4 separate regions of the Mus musculus genome follow, and all the other regions are linked to region 4. The links are chromatin contacts, called in public Hi-C and promoter capture Hi-C maps. All regions are on one chromosome and are shown on one strand. Each heading gives the region's core, a stretch centred on a gene start, on an enhancer-like site or on the middle of the called end of the contact. The rest is flanking DNA. Distances are from core to core; before and after follow the strand shown.

Region 1 (6,655 bases), core at 2,968-5,467, 390 kb before region 4:
CCCAGAGATCCTCATGAGCAAGAAGTACAACGGTGAGCAGGCTGATCTGTGGAGCCTGTGAGTACCCCAGGTAGCCCCCAGCAGGACCTGTGGGTGGGCTTAGGAAGGGACAACACCCTGAGGAAGTTGGGTCCCCAGAGGGATCATCCTCCATGCTATGGTGTCTGGGAAGCTGCCCTTCAAGGAACACCAGCCCCATCGCATGCTGAACCTGATTCGTCGAGGTCCCATCTTCAGGCCAGGGCTGTCCCCAGGTGAGCACCATCACGCCACGCTCCTTCCAAGGCCCAGTTCCAGCCTGGAGGGTAGCGAGACCAGGACCACCGCGATGAGAATACGGTATCACATTACCCCCATGTGCTGGAAAAGTACAGTCCTCGAACTGTATGTTGGGGAAGTTGAGCTGTGGTGGGACTGACTTAGAGGGCTACCAATCCTACTGAATATCTAACATGGCACTTTTCTGGAATACCACACCCCTCCTCTGCACCTCAGTCCCCTTTTGATAATAGCCCCCAAACCTTTGCCAGGACTAGTAGTGACTCCTGTCAAGCTGCCAACATTTCTGACAGTAGCAGAGTGTGGGTCAGGATTGTGGCAGGCTCCAGCAGTGAGCCCTCCCCTGTAGAGTGCCGGGACCTGATCCGAGGGCTGCTTCAGCTGCATCCATGTGAACGTCTGGACCTACAGCAGGTAGCTGCTCACTGCTGGATGCTGCCTGCAGAACACATGCTGTCCTCTGCACTTGGAGCTCCCCGAGGTGGGGAATGGCTCACAGCTAATTGGTTGGCCTGCGGGCCTAGATAGTGTCTAGCACTCCATATGACCCTTTGCTTTGCTCCATTGCAGAACAGGATCATTCCTGGTCCACAGTAGCCCCAGACAACACAGAGCCTGACAGAGACACCAGGCATGCCAGAAGCAAAGGCTCCAGCTCCTCCAGTGGCAGGACATCTCCAAGGAGACCGTCTCTGGCCCAGCTGTGCAACACCTGGAAGCCTGCACCAGAGCAATAGGTTCTACCACCCTTGGGCTTGGGCGTACCATGGCAGGTGGCTGCTCTCTATGTCCCATGTTCCCTAACAGGAACATGGCTGGGCACTCTCTGCTGAATTGAGGGTGGGTGGGTGTGGGAAGATTAAAAAAATGTTCATTCTGTTGAATTAAGGATGCAGCTATCTACAAGGGTGGGCCAGTGGCCTTTGGGTATCTCCTTGGGGACCTGGGTCAGGGGGAAAACACTAGTCTACACGGTGAATGTGCCAACAGTGTCAAAGCTTTAACAAGAGTGCTGGAGAGCATCATGGGGTTGGGCGGGGAGGAGGGGGGGGGCTGAGAAGACTCCTGGTACCCAGTGAAAACACCTAGCCATGCATGACAACACATACACCAGTCTTCCAGCTTCAGGGGTATGAAATAGAACACTGCAAACTCCCTTGGAGACTACAGGTCTCAGGGACCTGGAAGGACCTGTTGCTGAAGAAAACGTCACTCACAGGTGGAGTGAGATCTGTAGCTCAGAAAGGGGGACACAGTAGAGCAAAACTTGCCACGGTATCTACAGAGTTAGGAAGAAGGGGTGCATACACAGAGTAGGCTCCAAATGTTGGGGGTAGGATCGTACAGGGGTAAATGCTTCAAGAACACGCAGGAGAATCTCTTGCAGGAGAGTCTGGATGTCTTTTTTTTTTTTTTTTTTTTTTGGTTTTTTCGAGACAAGGTTTTTCTGTGTAGCCCTGGCTATCCTGGAACTCACTCTGTAGACCAGGCTGGCCTCAAACTCAGAAATCCGCCTTGAAAGGCAACCGAGACTTGAAAAAGCTAACCAAGGAGCAGGTTCTATCTAGCTGAATGGCTAAGTCCCAATTCAACCTGGGAATAAGGAGGCTGACAGGTGAAACAGAGAAACGGAGGCAGCAAATGGGAAACCCAGCAAGTCATCCAGAGACAGGCTCACAGGCTCGGATGGCAGAGCATTCTAGGAAGGGACGAGGATCCAAGTGTAGTCTGTCTTTTAAGGTCTTGGGCAAGGAAAGCAAGAAGACTCCGAAGGTTGGGGCTCACGGCGCTGTTTACATCTCTAAGCCTACCCACGTCCAGACCCCTCAGTGCCTTCAGGAATGAAAACCTAGTTGGCTTCCCAGGGCTTGCAGTATTTTCAGTCCAGTCCTATCACCAGCTGGGAATAGGCTCTTCATAGCTCCAGTGACCACCGGCATCCTGCCTCATCTGTAGGCAGCTGTGACAGAACCCAGCCAGCTCCAGCTCAGTAGTGCAGCTCTGAACTATGTGCATTATTGCCGGTTGCAACAGGGCACAGGATTGGGCAGCACCCTTGGGCTTCTCACCATTTACTGGGCATTGACCCTAGAACCCTGCGCCAACACTGGCAAAGGTGGGTCTGAAGCTGGCATTCAGGCCAAAGGGGCTTCAGGTGTGTGGGGCACCGTTGCCTCTTAGCTCTTGAGCGAGCTCCTGTTGCTCTTGCTGGTCGAGCTCCTGGAGCTGTTGTTCCACGTCTTCAGGTACCTGCACCTCCAGCAGGTTTTCCATGCCAGCCTCTGGCTCATCACCAATAAGCACCTGCAAGAAGAGGAGGCAGGTGAGCGGGCTCATAAGCCATTGGCACTTGCCTAGCCTTTCTGACCCCCCGCACTCACCTGGATAAGTTTTTCGCAAGCCATCCGCACATCGGGCTCTGGCTCCCAGCTGTGCAGCTCTCGAAGGATCAAGTAGGCACCCTGGTCCCGTACCTGCTTCCGACCAGGTGCCGTGGCTGTCAGCTAGGAAGATGGAAAAAGGTTACTCGGATGCCAATACGGACTTGTGGAGAGGCACTAACACCCCAGGCCCCTGCTCACCAGCATGACGGCTTCGATGAGCATCTTCCGGATGTCAGCGTCCGGCTCCCGTTGCTTGTCTGGTGACAAGTACTGCAGGTCAACAGGCAGCTCTAGGAGTGAGGGTGGGAGACTATTGGTCCCTGTGCTGAACACCCAAGCCCTGCTCTGCCTGGGTGAGCCTTGTGTGTGTCTGTAACGACCCCCTCCTTAAAGGCTGCCGGACTGAGGGACTCCAGACCTGCACACCTCTCCATCTCCCTCTTGTAGTCTTCCCTCTAGCACCAGACAGCCCTGAGGCAACCACCCAAGTCACTCACGGTCCATTTCTTCCTCGGAAAACTCTTCAGGCCCAGCCAAGGGCAGTAGCAAAAAGGGGAGAATGTCGACTTGGGCCCCAAGTAACCACTTGTGATGTCCTGGAGGTGCGGACAAGGAAGGAGATCAGAATAATGGTCCGTTGGGTTCCCTAGGGTCCAATCCCCACCTTGGCAATGGCACCACCCCCTCCTTGTCACTCACGATGCTCAAAACAGCAATTCCGAAGTGTTCCCACCACCCCGCCCCTGCGCACCGAAGAATCTGTGTACTGGGTAAGAGGCAGCAGCCGTTGGACCACGCACCTGTTGAAAGAAGATATTCACTGCTGTCCTTGTTCACTTCCACTTCCCCACCTTCCCGCCCGCGCAGGCGACTGGGTTTCACCTGTCTGGGTCCAGGAGAAAAGCACGCACCTCCGCCTGCTGGCTAAGGTTGGAGAGCAGCGGCCCCAGGTAATGCAGGGGTGCGGCCGCGTTGTAGCTCGGCGTGCACAGCGCGTTGACAAGTCGCTCCAGACCCAACCGCTCCGGCTCAGCGGCCATCAGCTTCTCCATTAACGCAGCACACGGAGCCGGCTCGCGACTCAGGTTGGCCAGCACTGCAGCCGCCTCTTCAGCCCAGGGCCACTGAGGGTCCAACACGCAGCGCAGCAGGCGGGCGGGCAGCTCCGGGTCAGCCGCCAGCAGCTGCCAGTGCACATTGGGATCAGCAGCCAAGTTCACGAGCGCGCGGGAGGCATCGCGGGAAGGAGCTGGGGCCGGGGCCACCGCAAGGTCGACCAAGGCCCGCAACAACTCTGGCTGTCCGGCCAACAGCGTGCGGCCCGAGCCCGCACCAGTCAGCGCCAGCACGTGCTGCGCCGCGGCCGCCTGCAGGTCGGCTCGCGCTCCGAGCACCAGGAAGGGCAGCAGTTCCACCGCCTCCGTGTCCGCGCCAGCCTCCTGCTCTAGCAACCCTCGCTCACCAGAGAACCCCGAACCTACTCCCGGTCCCCGCATGCCGCCAGCAGTCTCAGTCACTTCTCGTGCCGGGGCCACCGCCGGAAAAGCGGAAGTCGTTAAAACCCTTCCGAGGCTGAGAACCTGGCTGAAGGGGGCGGGGCCGGTTTCAGCGCGAGGCATTGTGGGCCACAGTATTAGGCACCCCTTAAGCTGGTGCAGATGCACCCTCCCCCCCTTCCCATCATCATCACCACCACCACCAGATCCTTGCAAGGACTTTTCCGGCTGCCTATTGCGTGTTTGCTTTGCCAGGAGTCAGAACCACGCGACCAGCACGCATAATTTGAAGCGAAGCTCGGCAGCCGGTGATCCTGGTGTCCAGAGTGTTTGCTGCCACCTTTTAAACCTGGTTTCAGACATCCAGGAACCGGAGGGTGCAGGACTCTGCGATGAAAAGGCAGCTTTGGATCAGTCTCTGACTTTGCAGAGGGGCTAAATTTTTTTTTCTAGTGCATTTGTTAGGTCCTCTTCAGTGACAGAAGTCTGAGTCAAGCAGGCTTGGGCAAAGGGAACTAATAAATGAATCTATAGTTTGCAGGTTTGGGGGCACCTGGTGACAGACGCCCCTGCCAGCTCTTTAGAGCACTGTTCGGTTTCTGTCTTCCATACCTCGCTGCGTTTCTTTGCTTCTCAGTGGCTCCATATTACCTTCCACCGGCACATTTGTTAGCACAGATGGGAGGACACTGGCCTTCTTAGCTACGTAATCCCTAGCAGAAGATAATTTCAGTACTAGGATCTGTTCTGGGAAAGTATCCCATTTGGTGCTTCTTGTGCCTGTATTAGCAATTAGCTGCCTGGGGTCCTTGCTCTCTCAAATTAGAAATCTTGAGTTAGGGGTTTTTCCAGGGCTGGTCCTTGTCAGGTTTTTGTAGGAGATAGCCAGGAACCGCCACGGTTCCAGATCCTATGCAACCTTAGATACTGACTGGGATCCTTCCGGCTACAATGGCAAAGTGGTTAGGTCTGTGTAGGGCCAACTGTCCAGATTTCCCAGCTGTTGACAGCAGCTAGTGAGTTTCTAAGAAAAGGCTCCCTTGCCTCTGTTTTGTTTTGTTTTGGAGACAGTGCTGGCTGTCCTGGAACTCACTCTGTAGACCAGGCTGGCCTCAAACTCAGAAATCCACCTGCCTCTGCCTCCCAAGTGGTAGGACCAAAGGCGTGCGCCACCACTGCCCGGCTCCTTATCTTTTTATAAACGTGTCACTGTCTAATCTCACAACTGAGGAGGCTGAGGCAGGAAGGTCAGTGTAAGTTTGAGGCCAGCCTGAGCTATAAAATGAGCTGGTCTCAAAAGATTTTTCTCTTAAACAAAGTTAACTTTGTTAACTTGACACAAAATAGTCACCTAGAAAGGGAAGCTCAGTGACTTTAAATTAAGTTGGCCTATGGGCACATCTGTGGGGGCTTAATTAGTGGAAAGACGTTGCCCCCACTGTGATTGTTACCATTCCCTATAGGAAAGGGGTTTTATAAGTGTGGAAAAAGCAAGCATACTGACATGTAGGAATCATTGCTGTCTTCTGTGAGTGGAATGTGACTAGCTGTGTTGAGGACTATTCCCCAAGCACAGCTGGAGCCATTTTGTCCCATGCCTGCCAACCACTTCATATTATATTCCTGGTACAGAAAATAGTTTGACTCAGAGCAGGATCAAGTTGACCACATATTTTGTTATAAGGTTTCTTCTTAAGAAACTCCACAACAGGGCTGGTGAGATGGCTCAATGGGTAAGAGCACCCAACTGCTCTTCCGAAGGTTAGGAGTTCAAATCCCAGCAACCACATGGTGGCTCACAACCATCCGTAATGAGATCTGACTCCCTCTTCTGGGGTGTCTGAGGACAGCTACAGTGTACTTACATATAATAAATAAATAAATAAATAAATCTTTAAAAAAACAAAAACAAACAACAAAAAAAAAACTCCACAACAGGGCTGGAGAGATGGCTCAGCAGTTAAAAGCACTGGTTGCTTGTCCAAAGGTCCTAAGTTCAATTCCCAGCAACCACATGGTGGCTCACAACTGTCTATAATGAGAACTTGGACCCTCTTCTGGCACACAGGTGTACATCAGATACTCATACATTAAATAAAATTTTAAAAAATCCACTTATGACCAAATTAAAGATCAGTTTGAACTGATGTCTAAACTGTCAAAGTAGCTTGAGTAAAAACCAGTCACGCTACAGTACTTTCTACACCTGCATATGAGCTCATTGTGGGTTTTGCCTTTATAAACTGGCCCTGGGAAATATTTGGGGTTACAGTCTTAGCTCCCCGAATCTAGGCTGTGTGCCTGATTCATCAGTCCTGGCTGTGCACTCACTAAACTATTCCTTTAATAAAGTGAGACCAGGGGCTGGTGAGATGGCTCAGTGGGTAAGAGCACCTGACTGCTCTTCCGAAGGTCTGGAGTTCAAATCCCAGCAACCACATGGTGGCTCACAACCATCTGTAACAAGATCTGACGCCCTCTTCTGGAGTGTCTGAA
Region 2 (7,175 bases), core at 2,321-4,820, 370 kb after region 4:
CTGCATGGAGGGCAGGGGGGAGGTCAGAGGACAATTCTGAAGCATGGGGGAGGTCAGAGGACAATTCTGAAGAGCTGGGTCTCCATTGCCATCTTTTGCATGGGTTCCAGGACTGAACTCAATTGTCAGGCTTCTGTGAGAAGCAAGTGCCTTTGCCTGCTGAGCTGTCTCCATGGCCCAGCTTTCTCCTTTTGAATTCAGTCTAGGACTCGAGCCTGTGTGATGGCGCTACCGACATTTAGGTAGGTCTTCCCTCTTCCGTTAAATCTCCCTGGCAACACCCTCACAGACACACCTGATGTGTCTCCTAGGTGATTCTAGATCCAGTCAGGTTGACCATGCAGATTACCACACCTGGTCAAACATTCCAACCAGGGAACATAACCACCTGCATCGTTTGGGCAGTGCCCTCTCATGGTTTCTGTACCTGCTGACAAGCCCTTCTCTACTTCTGGCTGAGTCCTCTTTCTGGGACCCTTTCTTCAGGGCAGACGCCCCAAAGACCAAAGCCATTATTCGTTACTTTATGTCCAAATCGCTGCCAACTTTCCCCCCAACTTACCCTCCTGGTCAGCAGTCACTTGCTGTCTTTAGAACACAGACCTCACACAGCATCATCGTGGGGCAGACAGTAGACAGAGTCACGTGGTCTTGCCCTGCTGACCAGCAGGAAGTGGAATTGACCGGAATGGCAGGCTGCTGTGGGGTGGGGCCACAGTTGTTTTTCAAGGTGCAGTGGGCAGAAGCTACTGATGGCACCCTGGAGCTACAAGGCCTAGCCTAAGAAACCTGCCACTATGCCAGGGTGCCAGGGTCTGCTGAGGCTTTGGATGGATCCAGGCTACTTGTCTACGATGTGGCTGGGACAAGAGAAAGCAGTGTAACCCAGCTCTAGGCCCAAGGGTTGAGCTCAAAGACTGTGGTTTCAGCCAGAAGAGTGAAACTCTAGGATCACTGAAGTCAGCTGCACAGAGATGAGCAAGCAGGACTTGGTGCTGTCCTCAGAGTTGGTCAGAATGCTGCCTGTCATCCACCTCAGGGTTCCTCGCCCTAGCAGACAGCATGGGGCTGAGCATACAGAGTCAGAAGTCTTCAAGAGAAGAGACAAAAGCACCGTGGTTGGTGCAGACAGAGGCAGCAAAGGAAGGCAGTGGCCCTTGCCAACAGGGGTGTCTCTTTAGCTCTACAAAGTTCTCAGCGACCCAAAACTGTTCCAAAGATGGCCCTGAGTAACATAAAGTAGTCTGGAAAATGGCTGGAGCTTCAGGAAGCTCCGGGAAGCACCATGTTACTACTAAGTGAAGACTCGAAGGGCAGAAAGCCTCTGTGGGCTCTCATGTCTGATGGGTAGATTTTCCTCTCAATGACAGATGGGTGGCTGGATGAGCATACTGCGTAAGACCTCTGGACCATCATCAGGTGTTTGACAAGGATCCATAGCTGTAGACCGCCCTGCTCAGTGCTTCTTCCTCGGATGACGCTTCCGATGCCGGATGAGGCAGGAGCTGTAGGCGAAGGATTTTCCACACTCCTCACAGCCATAAGGTTTCTCTCCAGTGTGCGTTTTCTGGTGTTTTAGAAGGTTAGAACCACAGTTGAAGGCTTTTCCACACTCCCCACATTTAAAGGGCTTCTCACCGGTGTGAATTCTTTGATGTTTGGTGACATCTGAGCTGTGCCTGAAGGTCTTCCCACACTGGTCACACTTAAAGGGCTTCTCTCCAGTGTGAACTCTCTGGTGGCGAATGTGATCTGTCTTGTGTTTAAAGATCCGTCCACATTCACCACACTCATAGGGCTTCTTCCTCTGAAAAGGGACAAACACGGGGACACCCTCAAAGTCATCTTTAAACGAGGCATCGAAGGCATCAAAGATATGTGCTTCGTCCTCGGGGCTCAGGACAGGTTCTTTTCGGGGTCTGCGGGGCTTTCTTGGCTTCTTGGTTGCCTTTTTCCCCTTTGATGTTTTCTCTCCCTTGACAGTGGCCTTTTGCGCACCTGCCTCCTCCTTTGGGGCCTGACTCTTCTTTTTCCTAGTTGCAGGCTTTTCCATTGCTGCTCTTAGGAAGCAGGAAACCCCCCTGGAGGCCAGGGAAGGCTGAGGGTTTTCAGACAGTGGCTGCCTGGCTCCTTCTCTGGGACTTCGCTGTCAGGGACAGCTCCTGCGTACGAAGCTGCATCAAGCAGACAGAACCACGGTCGTCTTGCTTCTGGAGGCAAAAGCATGAACAACAGGTCAGAGGCAGCTCTTAGCTCTCTGCAGCTCCACTGTCTTTCCAGCTGCTCACATGATGAGCCCCTCAGACTAAAGTGGACTCCCCAGAGCTCTAGCCCCAGGCCTATAAGCTGAGCTCAGAGCCTCTGGTCCACTGTATGCTCATCTCTTTGAGTGACTCTCTCACTCAGCCACAGACACTCCTGGGCCTGAAGACAAGATTTTCACTCATCCCAGAGAAAGCCATAGCCATCATGGACCGATGGCCATTTTCCACCTCCCCAAACAGAACCTTCCCCGTTCTTCCTTATCCTCTCTACCCGCCCACATTGGGACTGTGCAAACACCCTGGAGTAGGAAGTAACTCTACCATACAACAGCCTGGTTCTGAGCCTGGAAAACTCAGGGCTCTCCTCATAATCCACAGCAAACCCCATCAGACCCCCAAAGGATGCCTCTTGTATTGATGAGGCTCTCTCTATGTGACCCCTCTTTATCTCTAAACCTGCACCATCCCCTTTACTCCCAGAGGCCCAAAGGGGTGGGCTCTGCTGGCAGTTCCATCTAGAGCACCCACACTTTCCCAAAAACACTTTGGGAACACACTGTATTTTGTTCTAAGCATTTGACAAATACCCACATATCTAACCCAGCAGATAAAATTCTTATCCGGATTCAGAGTCCAAGATCCAGGCGGCTAGGTGACTGTTTGCTCTATGTCAGCATCTGAAAGTGTTTGTCTTTTGTGGGACAGCTCAGGAGACACCTGAGAGTCCCTGTCTGCAGCATCACTCAGTACCAATTCAAACACCATCACTCTGGTGAGAGGAATGACAAGCGGGACCCAGGTGTCTGTGTCTGCTCACCAAGGACCATCCTCACTGAAAACTTAAATAGTCATTAAAACCAGAGAAGACCCCAGCGACTTAGCTTATTGCCCCCTCTCTTCACAGGCCTGTGCACAGGAGTAGGTGCGAGTGATTCAGGCAACTTAGTTGAATTCCGCTGACCTAGGGACTCAGGTCCATCAAGGAGCTGCTGGAGCCGGCAGGATAAGGCGCTCAATGCATCCAGCAACAAGGGGCTTCGCTAGGTAGCCCGGCCCACCTTCCCCGCCTCCAAGGACCTCTGCAACACCGCCGAGGTGGTCCACAGAGAAACGACTCAGAAGCCGGCCTTCGCCCGGTCGGGGCTACCGTGCACACACGCAGAGAGTACCTGATGGGTGCCGAGCACAGACGCCGGCGGAACGTGGCCGTAAGCAGGCTGACCGGCGGGCGGGCGACCGTTAACAATGCCCACTTGAGCCCGCCACTCCCGCGCCTAAAGGCGCCCGCCCCTCTGGTGCCGCTCTACCTTCCCCGGCCTCTCGGTGGTGCTGCCGCGCACCCTAAGCCCCGCCCACCGCTCGAAACCCACTCCAGTGCCGCTCTAGGACCCTTGCCGGGTTCTCGGTGGTACCGCCGCAAGCTCCGGAGCCCCGCCTGCTCGTTCACGCCCTTCTGGTGTCGCTCTAGGAGCAGCCGCCCGGCCTCTCTGTGATCCCGTGCTGCGGCCGTAGGCCCGCCTACCTCTCCCCGCCCCTTCGGGTCGGCTCTAGGAGACACTGCCCTCGCTCCTTGTGATGCTGTGGCTGCGGGCTCGAGCTTCGCTTGAGAGGATGCTAAGCAGGCGTCTGTGCCTGTGCAAGCTTCTGGGCTGCGGGCGGCGCCTTTCTCCCGGCGTGCGCCTCTTCTCAGGACTCCAAGCCTTCTTCTGCAGGCTTCGTGTTATTTCTCAGTCATCGGGTTTGCCATCTGTGGCACGCCGGGATGGCGGACCCAGTAGTGCACGGCCTGTAGCCCCCTGGAATCATCCGACCCCGCCCCTCCTTTCCGGCAAAGCCAGGGTCCCCTGCTCTGTCCTTAACGCGGGCCTTTACAGATATTTAAATCTAGTCACTTCTTGTGCTCTTTCGACTTTCTGGGTATATTCTCCACTATTATATTTGGTTAGGCTGGCTTAGAACTAGCAATCTCTTGCCTCGGTCGAGTCCTGGGACGATAGGTGTGGCCCACGGCGCTTGGAGAATGAAGTTATGAGAAACGAATCGAGAGCTGTTGTGTGCTTGGTGAAGTCTCCCTGGGGGCGCCATTTTACATGACTAGTACACAGTGTTAGTGCCTCCTGTGCTGCAGAAGCCTGTATCAAACCTCTAACAGACCCTTTCTTTAAGTGTCGTCTCCACCTCATCCGTTTAGATTCAACGCCAACATGCTAGATAAATGTAATTGTCCAGCGTGCAACTTGGCGGAGCTTGCCGATTATCATTCAGGCATCGCTGTCTAGATTCACAAGAGTGGCTGTGTATTGAATGGTGGTTCATTCAGCCTCCTGAACAGCTGCCTCTGCGCTGTGTGCATCACAGCTTTGGGATCCTTTGTCCACTGAAGGACGTGTTTACAAGGTTGTTGGGAAGCAGCGCCCCCCCCCCCGCCCTCCCCCCGTGCTGTTTCATTTCCCTGGGACCGTGCCCAGGAAGGCAGTTGCTAGGTCCCAAACTGCATGTTGCCTTTTGCAAGAAACAGACAAGCTGCTTTCCAGAGAGCCTGTGCCATTTCTCATTCATTCCTACCAGTGGCATGGGGCTTTCTGGCTTACCAGCATTTGGTACAGGGAGGTAGGGCATCTCCTTGCTTGCTTTCCCCAGAAGGTTAGTGGCCTGTGTGCTTCCTGCCATCTTTCATGTAGTCCCCAGTCTCTTACCTATCCTCTAATGAGGTGGGCTGAGCTGGATGCGCATAGACTGTTGGTATCATTCTTGTTCTTTTCAGCTCTCAGGCATGCTCCAGCTTGTCCCTACCCCCACGCCCCTTCATTTGTGGAAGAGATTCTGTTTTGGAGTGGCTCCTCTCTGGAGAATTATACCCTTCTCTTGTCAGTGAGACTCAACTGCTAAGCCTGTGGCTTGGGCTTGCTCACGTGGTCCAAGTTTTTCTCTAAGAAGACAATGAAGTGTCTTCTGCTAAGAAGCTCCAGTGTCTGGACACAAGCTCTGAGCCATCTGGACACATGGCCCCTTTGTCTGGTGGCCAGGATTATTTGCTGTGTACAGCTTAGGGTCGGCCTGAGGAGATGCTGTCTTCAGTGATATACAACTGAGACATGTCTGTTCCTGACAGTGGCCGTTCACATGGGAACCTGGGTAGTGTAGGGCCTCCCTAGTTGCAATGGATTGTCTTTGTGTTAATGTCACTGCCTTGTTCCTGCGTCACTGGCTTCTACAAACCACAAGGTCCTTGGAAGGGCAATGGTAATGAGTCTCCTTCCTCAGGATTTCCTGCCTTGGGGAAAGCACCTGCTCCCCTCCCTCCCCACCCCCCCATCCACCACCACCACCAGGATTTTTACAACTCAACAAGGAACAGTAAGACCACTATAAATGGTTGCTTTCTGTCCTGGGAGGCAGGAAGATTCCAGAGAGCCCCTGGACTCTGTCAGTGAAACTGAAACTCTTGTCCAGCACCAGCCAAGAACAAGAGCTAGTGACCCTACAAGTGAGTATTCGTTGTGAATACAAAATGTCAGAAACAGATAAACACATTTGTGTCTTTTTACAATATCAGAATTTATTGAATAACAAATAACAAATTCACAAGCTACATTGGCTTCTTTGACTGGTATTTGTCAAGTGGTTCAGATTGGCTCTTGCTAGTGACCGAGGCAAGCACAGCTTCTTTTATTCCTGTGAAGACTACTAATGTTAACACTCTAATTAGACCTCAACTGGCACACGGCAAGTATTTCTGGCCATAGGTAGGTTACAGAATGTCTGCAACAGGGTTAAGAAGATTGCTGTGGAATTCAGGGAGGCCATAGTGGAGGTAGAGGCAGGAAGCTGACATAGAGGCAGAGTCCCTGGTAGGGTGAGTGACAAGTCCTGTTAGGGAGCTGCTGCTAGGGACACTGGCAGAGCCACACCCCAGAGTTAGAGTTCAGCTGAGCTGCAGTGTGTAATGGAGCTAAGGAAGTGAGGTGAAACCTACACTAGTGTCATGGTACTAGAGGCAATGGGCAGCCCTGTGTCCAGATGGGCAGAGAGAGAGATGGATGGAGTTGACTCAGCGGTGAAGACCAAGCTAAGCTGAAGTTCCCATGGCAGCTGGGTTTTCTTTTCTTGCTGGCCCCTCAACTTGAACGTATATCAGGGTGGTCACAGGACAGGTTTGTGGGAGCTGTTCCCATTTTACTGTTGGGATGCTTTAAAATCTTTTTCCCCCTTATCTTTATGTCTGTATGAATACACGTGGAGACCACTTTGTCAGTCTTGTTTGAGGCAGGCTTTCTTTGCTGTTTGTTAGCTGGCCTGTGAGCTTTTGGGGATTCTCCTGTCTCCTCCTTCCATCTTGCCGTAGGAAGAACACTGGGATTATAGATATGTGCTGCCACATTGGGCTCTTCCATGTATTGAGTGAGGGTCACAGCTCGGGTCCTCATGCCTGTGCAATAAAAGCTTTACCCACTAAACTATCTTCCCAGTCCTATTTTTATTTTTTAACTTAAAAAAAAGAGTTATGTATGTGTGTGTGTGGTGGTGGTGGGGAGTGGGGACTGGAGAGATGGCTCAGTGGTTAGGAGCACTGACTGCTTTTCCAGAGGTCCTGAGTTCAATTCCCAGCAACCATATGGTGGCTCACAACCATCTCTAATGGGATCTAATGCCCTCTTCTGGTGTGTCTGAAGACAGCTATAGTGTACTCATATACATAAAATAAATAATTAAAATAAAAGAGGTGTGTGTGTGTGTGTGTGTGTGCACTTGAGTGTGTGTGTTCTATGAGCATGTTTGTGTGTAGGAGTGGATACCCTATAAACAGGCACAGGCTATAGGAAGACAAGATTGGGCATCTTGTTCTGTCATGCTCCGCTTTCTTCCCTTGAGACAGGGCCTCTCACTGAACCTGGAGCTAGGCTGGCAGGA
Region 3 (6,410 bases), core at 2,819-5,318, 300 kb after region 4:
TGAACATGACCGGTCAGGGGCTCTGCTCTCAGACGTCTTGCAGGGAATCCCAGCAGCTGTGGAGCAAGCTTCCTCTTTGGCCTCTTCTGAGGTCTTCATGAAGGCTGATGGACCTCCGAGCTAAAGCCTCGGTCCCACAGGAATTGAGAAATGACCTTCTCATGAGATGAGTTCTCATGCACAGTGACAAACAGCAATTGTTCCTCTGCAAACCTGCCTCAAAGCAAGGCACACCGCCCCCCCCCCCTTCTGTGTCTCCAGCCTGGATAGTGTGACACGGTGGGTCAGTCAGCCCGCTGAGGAAAAACAGGCTGCTCCCAGAGTGACCTAAGCCTCTAAGACAAAGCTTTCTGTGCATAGCTACTACTCAGAAGTCGGGTGGAGCTAAAGAGATTCGGATTTTTCTAGAAGCCGTGCCAGTCATTGGGCTCTATGTGGAAAAGAGGCATGAGTGGAGCTTTGCCATCTCTCTGGTGACTGATCTTCTCAGACACTTCAAGTGTGAACTCCCTCCTCTCTTGTGTTCTAAAACCGTGTCGTGTGCTCTTGTATATTTTATGAAAGCCCTGAGTGGGTGCTAAACTTTACTACTCAAATTAATGCAAGACGTATCTGTGTTTTAATTTAAAACGGAGACAAACTCTCTGCCGAAGTGCCAGCCAGCGGTGTGGGAGTGCAGCCTGGGGCTCCCAGAGGTTCTGCTCTATGTGGGTGTGAGTGACACCTCACAGTGACAGCGTGTTTGTGTGTGTGTGTGTGTGTGTGTGTGTTTGAAAGGATCTGGCAGGGCCAGACAGTTCTCCATGGGTTGGGCTTGCTTCTGCTGGGGAGATCTGCACTCAGGCTCGTCTCCTTGGATTCTTGCATCCAGAGTCCCTCCTTCTGTAAAGCTTGCAGCTCTGCTTGTAAAGGTGGGTCTCAAGGATGGCCTGGCCAGTGACTAGAGGGTGCCACGTGTGTGCTGGGCTCAGTGGCTGGCGCCTGCCTGCAGACGCCACAGGTACCATCCACCTTGAGCCTTGTGTTGTCCCAGGCCATGACAGAGTTGCATCTGTGAAGGGGCAGGATAGCAAATTCAGTTCTCTTTAGCACGATGTTCCAGAACAACCTGGCTCAGTGTGTTAAAATGGGAATGGCTGACGTGTAAGAAAGAGACAGGTCCATTGCTGCACATGGAGGCAGTTCATCAGAGACTACTCGGTGGCAGGAGCACAGTCCTAAGCGGCGGTAACTCCAATGGATCCTCAGATTATAACCATTCCTTACAAGTTTATTTACCAATGCTGTGTGATTCTGTAAGAAATATCTAGTCCTAGATATTTAGAAGTGGCTGATGTATTGATTGTCTAAGATCAAGTGTAGAAGTACTTGATACATTTTTACAGTAGAAATAGAATCACACCGTGTAAATAGCTTTTTAAAATTATATTGTCATCTATTATGTATGCGTGTGCGTCATGGTATGCTTATGGAGGTCAGAGGTCAATTTTGCAGAATTGATTCTCTGCAACCTTTACTCGGGTTCTGGGATGAAACTCATGTTATCAGGATTTATCCACTGAGCCATCTTGTTGGCCCCTTTTGTAAATGACTCTTAGAAACTTGGAAAGCGCATGCTTTGGCACTTGGGCAATGGGATGGTCCAACCACCTCTGAGAACAGTGTGCTGTTTGTACTTGGTCAGGTGTTGGGGTTAGGGGGAAGGAGGAGGAGGGTCCCGTCACTGATACTCCTTGGCGTATGCTAGAAAACTTCAGCTGTCCATGACCCTGTGTGCCATGTGCGGCTAATTGATGTCTTCTTGTACATGTTACACACTGAGGTGGCTGATGTGTGTGACCTGAAAAGGCCAAGAGAGAAGAAAATGGCAGGTTAGGTGGGAACACAGAGTCGGGAGACTGGAGTCAGGGTGTGGTAAGTCTAAACTGGAGACTTTGGGCCCTTTGAGAGAGAAGAAAGGGAAGGCAGTGGTAGGTCGGGAGAAGACCACAGGAGGGGGGAAAGCGGTGTGTGTGGGATGAGGGGAGGCCCCCGGTGTGTGTGTGTGGGACTGGACCTGGACATAGAGCCTGCCCAGAGACATATGTGCTGTGAGAGTGATCTTGTTAGGTACTGCCAAGGCTGGTGCAGCATGCAGAACCAGGGAGGCAGTGCAGCAAAGAGTCTCAAAGAGATTACAATAAGCTGGGAGCTACAGGGGACGAGTCTCAAAGAGATTGGCCGGAATACAAGCCAGGCGATCTGGGGAACTTTGAGAGGAAGCAGAGAAAAAAAAAATCTGCATGGGGAGGGCCGGATAATAAGGAAACAGTGAGAGCCGTTGGCAAACCTCAGGGCCATGGTGGGGCAGTTTTCTGTGCTGTGGATGGTTGGGGAGGTGCGAGCTGAAATTCAGAGGAGCCTCGCTTGAAGTGGAGCTTCAATGGGTGTGCGTTCACATGCACACAATGTGTGTGTGTGTGTGTGTGTGTGTGTGTGCGCGCGCGCGCGCGCAAATGAAGACCAGAGGACAACCTCAGGTGTCAGTCAACCTACTGGAACTCACTAATTGGCTAGGCTGGCTGGCCATCAAGCCAGCCTGTCTCTGCCTGTCTCTGCCTCCCCAGAGCTGAGGTTACAAGAGTGTGCCACCTTGCTTTTCAACATAGGTGCTAGGGCTCAAACTCAGACCCTTATGCTGGTGCAGCAAGCACTCATTGGCTGTGCCATCTCTCCAGCTGCTGCAGTGGAGTTTTGAGCTGTGGGTTTCAGGGGCGCCAGGGAGAGAGGCGGTTGAAGTCTCTGAGTGTGTATGTGTCTGCCTCGCTCTTATCAGACTTTCTGGAGGAGGTGCTGGAGGAGGCTGAGATTCAGAGAAATTAAACTTGTCTAGTAAAGAGCAGATGGTGGACTCCCACAGGCAGACACAGGCCATTGTAGCCCATCAAGTTGAGGAAAGCGACGTGAAAACGCTTGTATGTTACTCGTAATGAGATGGTTGCATTGAGTTTGTATTGAAGTCAAATGCCCCTGCTTATCCTGAATTGTGGCTTCTACACAATGAAGCCCTCCCCACCCTCCAGCTCTCTGTTGGCGGCTACGACGTGTGAGTGGACACTGCTGTCACAGAACAGCCTTATGACGGACTTTGGGCTCAGGAGGTCTGACTGTCAGCTCCAGCATTCATCATCATCTACCTGAAATTCTTCCTCAAGCCTGGTCTCAGTTGCAAACAGGGCTCCTTTTACCTGCTATGAGGATATGAACGCTGTGAGGCCATGCTCCCCAACTGTCACAACTCCAGCTGGTCTTCAAGGGTACAAGGGTCCTGGACAGCCAGCTACAGACCTGGAATGCCCAAAGTCTTGCTGGTCTGTTGATCATACTCAGCAAACTTTTTGTAGTACTGGCCGTGTCCAGCAGGGGGCCCACTAGCCTCTCCCCGGCTCTGTTCCTGCCTCGGGCCGCTAGATGTCAGTAGGAATCCAGTGAGTTGGTAACCGTGGGCGGGACCTACAGGATAGGCTAGCTCTTTCTTGCTGGTCTCCGTCTCATTTTTTACCTTTCCTGTTCACCACTTTCTTGCAGGCCTGTGTGCTGTTTCAGTGGAAATACCAAGGCTGCCTGCTGCTGGCTCGGGGAGCAGCTGTCCGCGGATTAGGAGATTTTTGTTGCTTGGTACAAATGTCTTGAGATCTTGGTACACATGTCTTCAGATCTGAATGTGTTGAAGGGGGGAGCCTATGGCTTATGGCCCTGGTCTCTTGGCGGCGAGCCTAGGCAACAGCAGTTTTTGCAGGACTTCCAGTGCTGTTGGTCAGTCGCCTAGAGGAAGTTGCTTTGAGCAGGGCAGCTGGTGTCTGCAACTGCGTCCTCCTGGAGGTGTGGGTACTCGGTGTTTTGCCACTTAGATGGGTAGATAGGGCCCTCTGACCAAGTGTGTCTACTCATGACTTCCTCAGGTTGCCATGGCAGGTAGAAGCGCTGGGAGAGGGGCAATGCTCGGCCCTGGCTGGGGACGCCTTCCCAAGGTGGGCGGGCAGGGCGGGACTCCTGGACGTGTGGGGGCGGAGCTCTGTCAGAAGGGCGTGGCCTCGGAAAGCGGGCAGAGCCCACGCATGCACGCACACGCATGCTGCTGCTGTGGCTCAGAGCCCTGTGCCGGCGTTTCCAGCATGTCCCCTGCCGCGTCCCTTCCTGTCAGGTGTCCCGGGTCGCGAAGGCGAACAGAGCCGGGTAAGGCGGGTGGGACGGAGCTCAGGCGAGACAGGGCTCAGTGACTTGCCTAATCCTGCTCCTGTGCCGGGCCACACCGGACACATTGGGAAAAATCGGTCACCCATGTAATTGGGTCTGGGCCTCCAGGCTGCCGCGTTTGGTTTGGAGGAGGTCCCTTTGGAGTGTGGTTCCCAGATTCCCTGATTGGTCTCAGGCCCACTCCACGATTCTTACACTCTTTGTCACGTGGCCTTAGCTTTCAATACCTACCTTACGTCACCAGCCTGCCCCGAGGGACTTCCTAGGGGTTGGGATGGCTGTCCAGGCTGAGATTATATGTGAGATTCTGATTTTTCAACCTTTCCCTCGTGTACTGAGGTTCCCGGAAGCGCCCAGCTCTGGGTTGTGGGATTGTTGCTCACAGCACTTGGGGAGCGGGGATGTCCTGGTCTAATCGCCCGAGTGGTGGGTGGGTTCACAGCGAAGACAGCCCTTCCAGGGCCAGCCATTACAGCTGACCTGCTGACCTGCTTTTGATAGCTCAGCCCCGGACTGGGGCAGCTAAGCTCTTAGGCTCTAGAAATTCCAGGGGAAAGACAGGGCTGTCCTGACTCTCCAAATGGGGCTGAGTTGTGGCCTCTAGGAGAAGACACAGGGCTTCACAGCAGGACATCGGGGTAACTTCCTTGATACTCTTCTCCAGTGGGACAAAGGAATGTCACCCACGCCACGCCACGCCACAGTAGTTGTTTATAGCCCCAATCTCAGTGTCCTTGTCTGTGAAATGGGGATGGCCGTAGACTTCGCCTAGCAGTTTGGGTAATGAGCTTGCCGCTCAGTGTAGGTTCTGAGGTGCTTGTCCACATTTTATGACATCGAATTGGGCTGAATGTTGGAGGAAAGCTGCCTGAGTCGTGTCACGAAGCACTTCTGCATGCAGCCACCGAACTGTTCCCCACCTAGACCCACATGAGAAGCGGAATGGGATTTAAACCCCTATCTCTGGGAACCTTTGGCCACCACTTTTCTCTTTTTCCCTCCTGCATGGTTCATGGGACACCTCTCACCCCTCACACCCCTCAGGCATCCAAGTTCTGGCTACTTTGCAAGAGCTGCTCTGTTTATGAAGCCCGGCCCGCTCCTTACTTTCTGAGGGCACACCTGGAATTGTTTACTGGCTCAGGACATGGTCCCTTGTCCCCTGACCTCCCCACCTATGCTCACTTTCAGGCATTGTAGCTCCACCACACCTGGTCCCTTCTTTGCAGGAAGAGCGAGAAAGGCCCTTTAAAAAACTATTTGTCTCGGGGCAGCGGTGCTGCACGCCTTTAATCCCAGCACTGGGAGGCAGAGGCAGGCAGATTTCTGAGTTCAAGGCCAGCCTGGTCTACAGAGTGAGTTCCAGGACAGCCAGGGCTACACAGAGAAACCCTGTCTCGAAAATTAAAAAAAAAAAAAAGTCAAACCAGACATGATAGTTTATACTTATAATCCCAGCACTTTGGAGGCTGAGGCAAGAGTGCGTCAAGTTTGAGGTCAGTTTGGGCTACACAACAAACAAAAGTAACATGCTCTTTATTTTCCTGATCCTTTCTTTCCTCAAACCAGTAGGCCTCTTGCCTCTCACAGGATACAGAGTTGAGCCAACAAGGCCCACCAGGATGGCTGCCTGGAAGCCCAGCATGTGCCTGGAAAACCCTCACCCAGGTTGTAGGAAGGCTCATGTCTGAGTCTTCCTCCTCCCTTCCTGCCTGATGCGCCCCTGGGATTGCTCATGTGTCCGTTCTGATAGCCGAGTCCTTACTGCTAAGAAACCACCCATGCCCTGTCCAGCCCTCTCCCAGGATCTCAGTATCCCGATTACCTTGGTGTCTGCGTCCCAGGCCCTGGTGCAGTGCTGGCCTAGGACAGACTCAGATGAACAGGCCAGGAGAGTTCATGTAGTTAGGTTGTGGCCTCATGCTGGGCTGTGCCCTACTGGCTCCAGAGTGGGCCTAGCCTGGGAGAGGATGCCCTGTGTTGGGAGGATCGGGAGACAAACTGCGCGGACCTTGCAGAGAGCCAGCCAGGGTATGCTGTGTTGGTGCCGGCAGAGTTAGGTCACACCCAATGGCCGTCCCTTCTTCAAAAGTCCCTGAGGTGTCCTGCCTCTGTCCCTGCCCTTGCTTTCCTTACCTCTCTGCTTCCCTGTGCATTGTTAGAGTCATGTCTTC
Region 4 (6,292 bases), core at 203-2,702:
GAATCCTGTAAAGACACTGTCCGTATAGAGCTCATAGCAAAAAGGGAGACATTAAATCCCCGATGGACCCCTTGTATCCTCTAGATGTCTGGCTTACGGGCAAAGAAAGCTAAGAAGGTAGAATGGATGGGCCTCGTGGAAAAGTGCACTGGCCAAAAAATAAAAATAAAAAGTGGGCAAAAGAGTCCATTTTTAACCTGAGGGGCACTTAGCACTCATTAATGGCCCACAGACAAGCAGGAAGCACTAGGTCCCTGGCTTCTCTAGCTTGCATCTGGCACCTTCCTACGTGGGCCCTTTTAAATTTATCACAGATCTACTAAGGGACTGAGCCCATGTAAATGGAAAGGGGGGGAGATTTTGAACCCCAGAAGGATGGGAAAGTTTCTATGCCAATCAGAGAAGTAGGGAAAATTTTACCTCCCTGAAGAACCTAGCCAATGAGGAATTCGGAGGGGGGGGGGGATATATAGGTGTGTGTGTGTGTATATATATATATATATATCACTGTTTTGAGCCAAACTTGCAGACTAGCTACTTTTGCCCTTTCAATAGGTTGCGCAGACTTAGCAAGGCTGTAAAATAAAGTTTCCCTTTGGTTTGGCTACCGAGTCTCCAGCGCTTGGATTATGAAATGAAGACCGTTGTTCATCGTGCATTTTATCTGAAAGGTAGTAGCATTCCATCAAGGCTTTAGATGCCAAGCGTCCCCTTAGAAATGCTGTGTGGAGCTGAGCGTGGTGGTGAATGCCTTTAATCCCAGCACTCCGGAGGCAAAGGCAGGCTGATGTCTGCGAGTTTGAAGCCAGTCTGGTCTACAAAGCGAGTCCAGGACAACCTGAGCTTTGTTACACAGGGAAACTCTGTCTCCACAAATAAACAAATGTTGTGGGGAGGCTTCATCCTGAGAGCATGAAGACTTCACAAGGAAAGGGGGAGAGCTCGCTCAAAGCTGGATAGAGGAGGGAGCGTCGGTGAGAGTCCCCTTATGCTGTGGGGCCTGAAGCGCAGCTAGTGGAGTGAAAGCAAGAGCACTAAGACCCGGGTGAGTGGAGGCTGGGCACTTGGAAGTTAGTTCAGTGTCTTGAAGCTGAAGTTCTGCCTGACCTGCGACACTGTAACTGAAGAATCATGCAAGGATATAAGAAACCTTAGGGAATGAATGATTGAGTCAAGCCGTTGCCAGAGCAACAGAATGGGATGAGGTCGAGGCACTGCAACCAAGTTCTGTCTCCATAGAGGTTGTTCAAGCTGGACATCAACATTCCTAGAGCTACGCACCAGGATGCGAAAGCTGTGGTCTGGAGGGAACGCTTATATACAGATTGGCCACGGTGCTCTCTGATCCTTAATCCTGCCTGCTCTGAACCTCATAATCAGAAGACACACCCTTGAACCTAGGGTGCAGTTCTCCAGAATTTTCGGGTTAAGAAGGGAGAGTAACTGAGCTGGGGGAGCGGGTGGAGCACAGCGCTCTCATGAGTCCAGTTGGCTTGGGCCTCAAGCCATGGCGCCCAAGAAGAAGCGCGGACAAAACGCGGGGCGCAAGCAGGAAACTACAGAGCAACCGCTCTCGGAGCGCGCGCAGTACCTACAGCGCGAGTACGCGTTGCTCTCAGAAAGCCTGGTGGCCTGTGAGCAGCGGATCGACGAGGTGCTGCAGGACAACGAGTTCCTGAACAGAGAGGCGCAGCGCCTGCGCGAAGAGAACCGGCTTTATGTCGGTTACGTGAGCGCGCACGCTCTGCGCTGCGCCAACGCCGTCGTGCGCGTCGAAGACCAGAACCGCATGGATCTGGCGCAGATCCGGTGGCAGCGAGCGGAGCTAGCGTCCTTCTACCACGGCCGTGAGGACGGGGTGCGCGCTCAGCTGCAGGAAATGAAGAAGCGCGCGGAAAACATGACGCAGCGGGTGCAGGAGCTCCAGCCCTACAAGGCCAGTGCGCGCGCCCCCCGAGGACCGGGCGGGCTCCAGAGGGATGGGCGCGCTCCCTACCGGTGCGCTGATCGGCGCCCCCTGCTCCCCAACCCTCACCCCACCCCATGTAGGAGCTGCAGCTGGAGCAGCTGGCGCGAATCCGGACCCTGGAGCGCGAGCTGCTGCACATGCGCGTGGAGCACACGCAGCTCCTCCACGGGGTGAAGCGACGCTTCCTAGATGAGAAGACGGCTTTCGAGCGGGAGGCGCGGCTGCAAGTGCAGTCCCTGACGCGCCGCTCCGAGCGGGAGGCCGCACGTTCCCTCATTTCCCACGCACAGGCCCTCAAGGCGGACAACGGGTATCTCCGACAAGAACTCATGAGACTTCTCCAGAGGACCCAGTTACTGCAGGACATGCGACAGCAGCTGCTAGAGCAGCGGGAGCAGCTGCGCCGGGAGCATGTGGACTTGAAGAACCTGGAGCAAATGCACGGCTGGTTGCAAAGGGGCCCCGGGGGGCCACCGCTCTGGCAGCCACCCCAAAGCCTCCAACCCAGCTTGCGCATCGGGTCAACCAGTCACGTTTTAAAAGCCCAGGCTACGCCCCAGTCAGTTCCAACCTCCCGGGGCCAATCCATGGATCTGTCACACCGACCCTCCAAGACTCCATCTATATTGTCCAGTGAGTCTCTTCCGGGCCTATCTCAGAAGGCTGGGTCAGTGATTGCTCTCCGGAGTCCATCACATCCAGGATCTCGAGTCTCATCTCTGACTCCATCACGCAAGGACTCGCGTGTCTCATCCGCGACCCCGTCACGCAAGGGCTCCAGGGTTCCATCCATGACCTCTGGTACCTTGCGGTCGCGCGAGGGCTCTCGGATCTCTCCACAGCCCTCCTTGCGTGAGGTCTCTCCAGAAATTGACACACCTGCAAAGTCCAGTTCCAAGCTTCCCACAGCCCTGTTGGAAGATCAGGCCCCTCTCAGCCCACAGTTGGAGGAGGCAGAAAACGCTGAAGACGACACAGAAACTGTCTTGGAGCAAGCCTGAACCCACACGAGGAGGCAGGCCAGTAGGGCATAGGGTGGAGGACAAACCTTGGAAGATTTCTTGGTGCATAGATATGTTAATAAAAGTGTTAAATAAGCTCTGTGACGCTCTGACACTTGCCTGGGTCGATGCCCTTGTATTTCAAGTGAGCAGAGGCCTGCTATTCGAGCTACAGCAGAGCTGGTTGTATCCTTGGCTGCTGGAATTCGATGTTCTTCCACCAACAGCCAGCAAGGCAGGCAGGCTTAGGGAAAGTTGGGTAGTGTAATTTCAGCAGCAGAGGGCAGATTCTGTTCTCAGCACAGGGAGAAGTTACTGGGCTTTTCCAATGCTTTATATAATACGCACACACACATATGTATGTAGGTATGTATATGTATATATGTATATACATTCCAATTTAGGGAACACTGCAAGAATTATTAGGAATTCCCATTGCCACCCATCTAGATGAACAGGGATGCATGTTATATATTTGGTACTTTCAGCCATCCGGGATTCTGTTGGAGACAGTTATGCCCCTTAATTTTAAATATATCCCTGTGTTTACTGAATAGGACTTTGACCTGTTTTCTTCCGGTGCTGGGTGTTGAACCCAGGGCTACCTCCTGAGCTACAGCCCAAGCCCTGTCCCAACTTTCTTCAAGACATGATTAAAATTAGGAAATGCACCTTGGAGAAAATACTGTAAACTAAATCATACTGGCCAAATTGTCCCTGTGGTGTCTGTAGCTAGCTATGGATCTTACCTGGGTCACATCTTACATTCCATTGTGCTGGTCTGTCCTTTCCTTTATAGAAAGGGTCTGTATAGGTCAGGCTGGCCTTGAATCCAAGAGATCCTCCTGCCTCTGTCTCTTCAGTGCTGAGATTAAAGGCATCCACCACCACCTCAGCCCCGTTGTCTTGTCTTTTTTTTTTTAAACTTCTTTTTAAAGATTTATGTATATGAGTGCACTGTAACTGTCTTCAGACACACCAGAAGAGGGTGTTGGGTCCCATTACAGATGGTTGCGAGCCACCACGTGGTCACCAGGGATTGAACTCAGGACCACTGGAAGAGCAGTCAGTGCTCTTAACCGCTGATCCATCTCTCCAGCCCTCTTTGTCTTAATGTACAAGACCAGTCGTTAGAGCACTCCTTAACTGAGTTTTGGAGTCTGTTGGCTTTGAGCACCTTTCCTGTCCAGGAAGTCCAGGGCAGTTGACACCTCCTGACCCAGGGTGCAAGATGAGGGAGCCCACAGCCTTGGTACTTCTGTCATTGCCTTGGGGATCTTGTGTTCAGGGACACAGGCATCAACAGAAATCCCATGGACGTTCTACCTGTTTGGACCAGGGTAGGCTGGCTAGACAGTTGCTAGAACTTTGATGCAGCTATTTCTGGGACAAGATTGGATGGGAGTAGCAAAGTAGAGGTCACTCACCCAAGAGATCAAATTAAAGAAATTTAATTTGCCTGGTGGTGGTGGCTTGTGCCTTTAATCCCAGCACTCGGGAGGCAAAGGCTGGTGGGTCTCTCTGAGTTTGAAGCCATCGTGGTCTACAGAGTGCATTGCAAGACAGCCAGAGGCTACACAAAGAAACCCAGTCTTGGGCTGGAGAGAGATGGCTCAGTGTGTAAGAACACTGACTGCTCTACCAAAGGTCTTGAGTTCAAATCCCAGCAACCACATGGTGACTCACAACCACCCATAATGAGATCTGATGACCTCTTCTGGTCCGTCTGAAGTCAGCTACAGTGTACTTGTGTATAATAATAAATAAATCTTTGGGCTGGAGCAAGCAGGGACTGAGTGAGCAGAGGTCCTAAAAATTCCCAACAACCCCATGAAGGATCACAAACATCTGTACAGCTACAGTGTACACACATACATAAAAATAAATAATTGTTTGTTTTTCGAGTCAGGGTTTCTCTGTGTAGCCCTGGCTGTCCTGGAACTCACTCTGTAGACCAGGCTGGCCTCAAACTAAATAAATCTTTAAAAAAAAAAAAAAAAAACCCTGCCTCACAAATAAAATAAAGAAAAAGGAAAAAAAAAGTCTTTTTTATGGGTTGGAGAGACGGCTTAGCAGTTTAGAAGACTAGCCGCTCTCTCCAAGATTCTGAGCACCCACATGGCACTCACAACCGTCAACAATGGGACTGGATGCCGTCACAGGTACATGCAAACCCATATACAGAAAATACATCTTTAAAGACTTGAGATTTTCATGTGTATGGGTGTTTTACCATGCCTGGTGCCTGCAAAGGTGAAAGGGGGTGTCCGATTCCTAGGGACTGAAGTTATAGATATTTGTGAGCCATTCATTGGGTGTTCGGAACTAAACCCGGGTCCTCAGCAAGAACAGCAAATGCTTATCACTGAGCCGCCTCTCCAGCTCCCTACATGGGATCCTAGGAGATCTGATGGTCAGGTTGCAGAGCCTCCGGAATTGCAGAATAAAGAGAGAAGTATGTAGACCATTGGGGGGGGGGGGTGTCCTGCTGCCCAAGAGCAGTCTTGTGACCCGCTTAGAAACCAGACCTCTTCTGTCAGCTCTAACATCAGACACTGGAATCTCCTGTGCTGCGTGTCTCTGGATGTATGTTTGCATACGTGTGTGCTTGTGAAGGCCAGAGTTTGACATCACCAGGGAGTTCTTCCCTGATCACCCTCTGCTGTACTAATGAGGTCTCTGGCTGAATGTACTAAGCTAGCCCAGCTAGCCGGTTTGCTCCCAGGAATCCCGTCTCTACCATTATGGGTGGGCCACGTGCTCATCCAGCTTACCGCGTGGGTGCTAGGGATCTAAACTTGGGTCCTCGTCAGGCACAGCACTGCTTTATCCAGTGAGCCATCTCCTAACCCTCAGATGCTACAGTAGAAGTGTGAACCACTCACTAGGTGTTACTACTGCCATATGAGTTGGCTACCCAAACATCCTCGCCAACTCACGCCTAGCAACATTTTCGGCAAAGTGGGGAGGTCATCAGACCATATCTAAAATCGGGCCACTCCCTGCTGCCAGTGCCCAACCTTGTCTGACACTGTCCCAGCTGCAGGCAGTTCCCACAAGTGCTGAAGTATATAATATAGGTGGGGTGTTAGCTGAAGGTGGGGCCTGGTGTGAAACTTCTCCATAAACTAAGTAAGATATTGGTTCAGCAGGTTATGCTTGGGTGGAACCCTTCCCTTGAACTCTGTGGTTGTCAATGTTGGGTGAATACCACATCTTCTGTGGACAGAATGAGAAATGTTCCCGTAGGCTTTGATGTTTTTGAGCCCGTGGCCTCCAGGTAGTGGTGCCGTTTCTGGGACCTTTGGGAGGCACTGCCTTG

Evidence for each region. Promoter capture Hi-C pulls out the DNA fragments that hold promoters and counts their contacts. A called contact is a pair of places that touch in the nucleus more often than the background predicts. Capture Hi-C pulls out chosen DNA fragments and counts their contacts.
Region 1: a contact with region 4 is called in a promoter capture Hi-C map of liver, with 3 times the contacts expected there. The contact joins the promoter of Hgh1 here to the promoter of Ccdc166 in region 4. A contact is called at or near these places in 9 of 39 promoter capture datasets (embryonic stem cells, erythroid cells, hippocampal neurons and 3 more), 1 of 484 Hi-C or Micro-C datasets (cerebral cortex), 4 of 115 datasets of contacts at active chromatin or transcription factors (astrocytes, bone marrow-derived macrophages, memory CD8 T cells and 1 more) and 1 of 9 other capture datasets (pancreatic islet).
Region 2: a Hi-C map of double positive thymocytes shows a contact between it and region 4, with 7 times the contacts expected there. The contact joins the promoter of Zfp41 here to the promoter of Ccdc166 in region 4. A contact is called at or near these places in 1 of 39 promoter capture datasets (erythroid cells), 2 of 484 Hi-C or Micro-C datasets (CD8 T cells and double positive thymocytes) and 1 of 115 datasets of contacts at active chromatin or transcription factors (pancreatic cancer cells).
Region 3: a contact with region 4 is called in a promoter capture Hi-C map of adipose tissue. The contact joins the promoter of Top1mt here to the promoter of Ccdc166 in region 4. A contact is called at or near these places in 1 of 115 datasets of contacts at active chromatin or transcription factors (memory CD8 T cells) and 2 of 9 other capture datasets (adipose tissue and liver).

Annotation. Positions count from the first base shown.
Region 1 is chr15:76,366,460-76,373,114 of GRCm38.p6, reverse strand. It overlaps Hgh1 (HGH1 homolog), which reads right to left and starts at 4,217. Exons shown (of 6, transcript NM_021555.2): 1 at 3,546-4,217; 2 at 3,363-3,463; 3 at 3,161-3,259; 4 at 2,862-2,953; 5 at 2,661-2,783; 6 at 1,704-2,583. The coding sequence starts at 4,159. The coding sequence ends at 2,431. It overlaps Tssk5 (testis-specific serine kinase 5), which reads left to right. Exons shown (of 8, transcript NM_183099.2): 5 at 1-57; 6 at 139-254; 7 at 629-760; 8 at 850-1,157. The coding sequence ends at 1,016.
Region 2 is chr15:75,613,079-75,620,253 of GRCm38.p6, reverse strand. Zfp41 (zinc finger protein 41) reads right to left here and starts at 3,570. Exons shown (of 3, transcript NM_001044718.2): 1 at 3,434-3,570; 2 at 563-2,210. The coding sequence starts at 2,053. The coding sequence ends at 1,457.
Region 3 is chr15:75,676,458-75,682,867 of GRCm38.p6, reverse strand. Top1mt (DNA topoisomerase 1, mitochondrial) reads left to right here and starts at 4,068. Exons shown (of 14, transcript NM_028404.3): 1 at 4,068-4,215. The coding sequence starts at 4,112.
Region 4 is chr15:75,977,445-75,983,736 of GRCm38.p6, reverse strand. Ccdc166 (coiled-coil domain containing 166) reads left to right here and starts at 1,452. Exons shown (of 2, transcript NM_146059.2): 1 at 1,452-1,936; 2 at 2,050-3,865. The coding sequence starts at 1,508. The coding sequence ends at 2,970.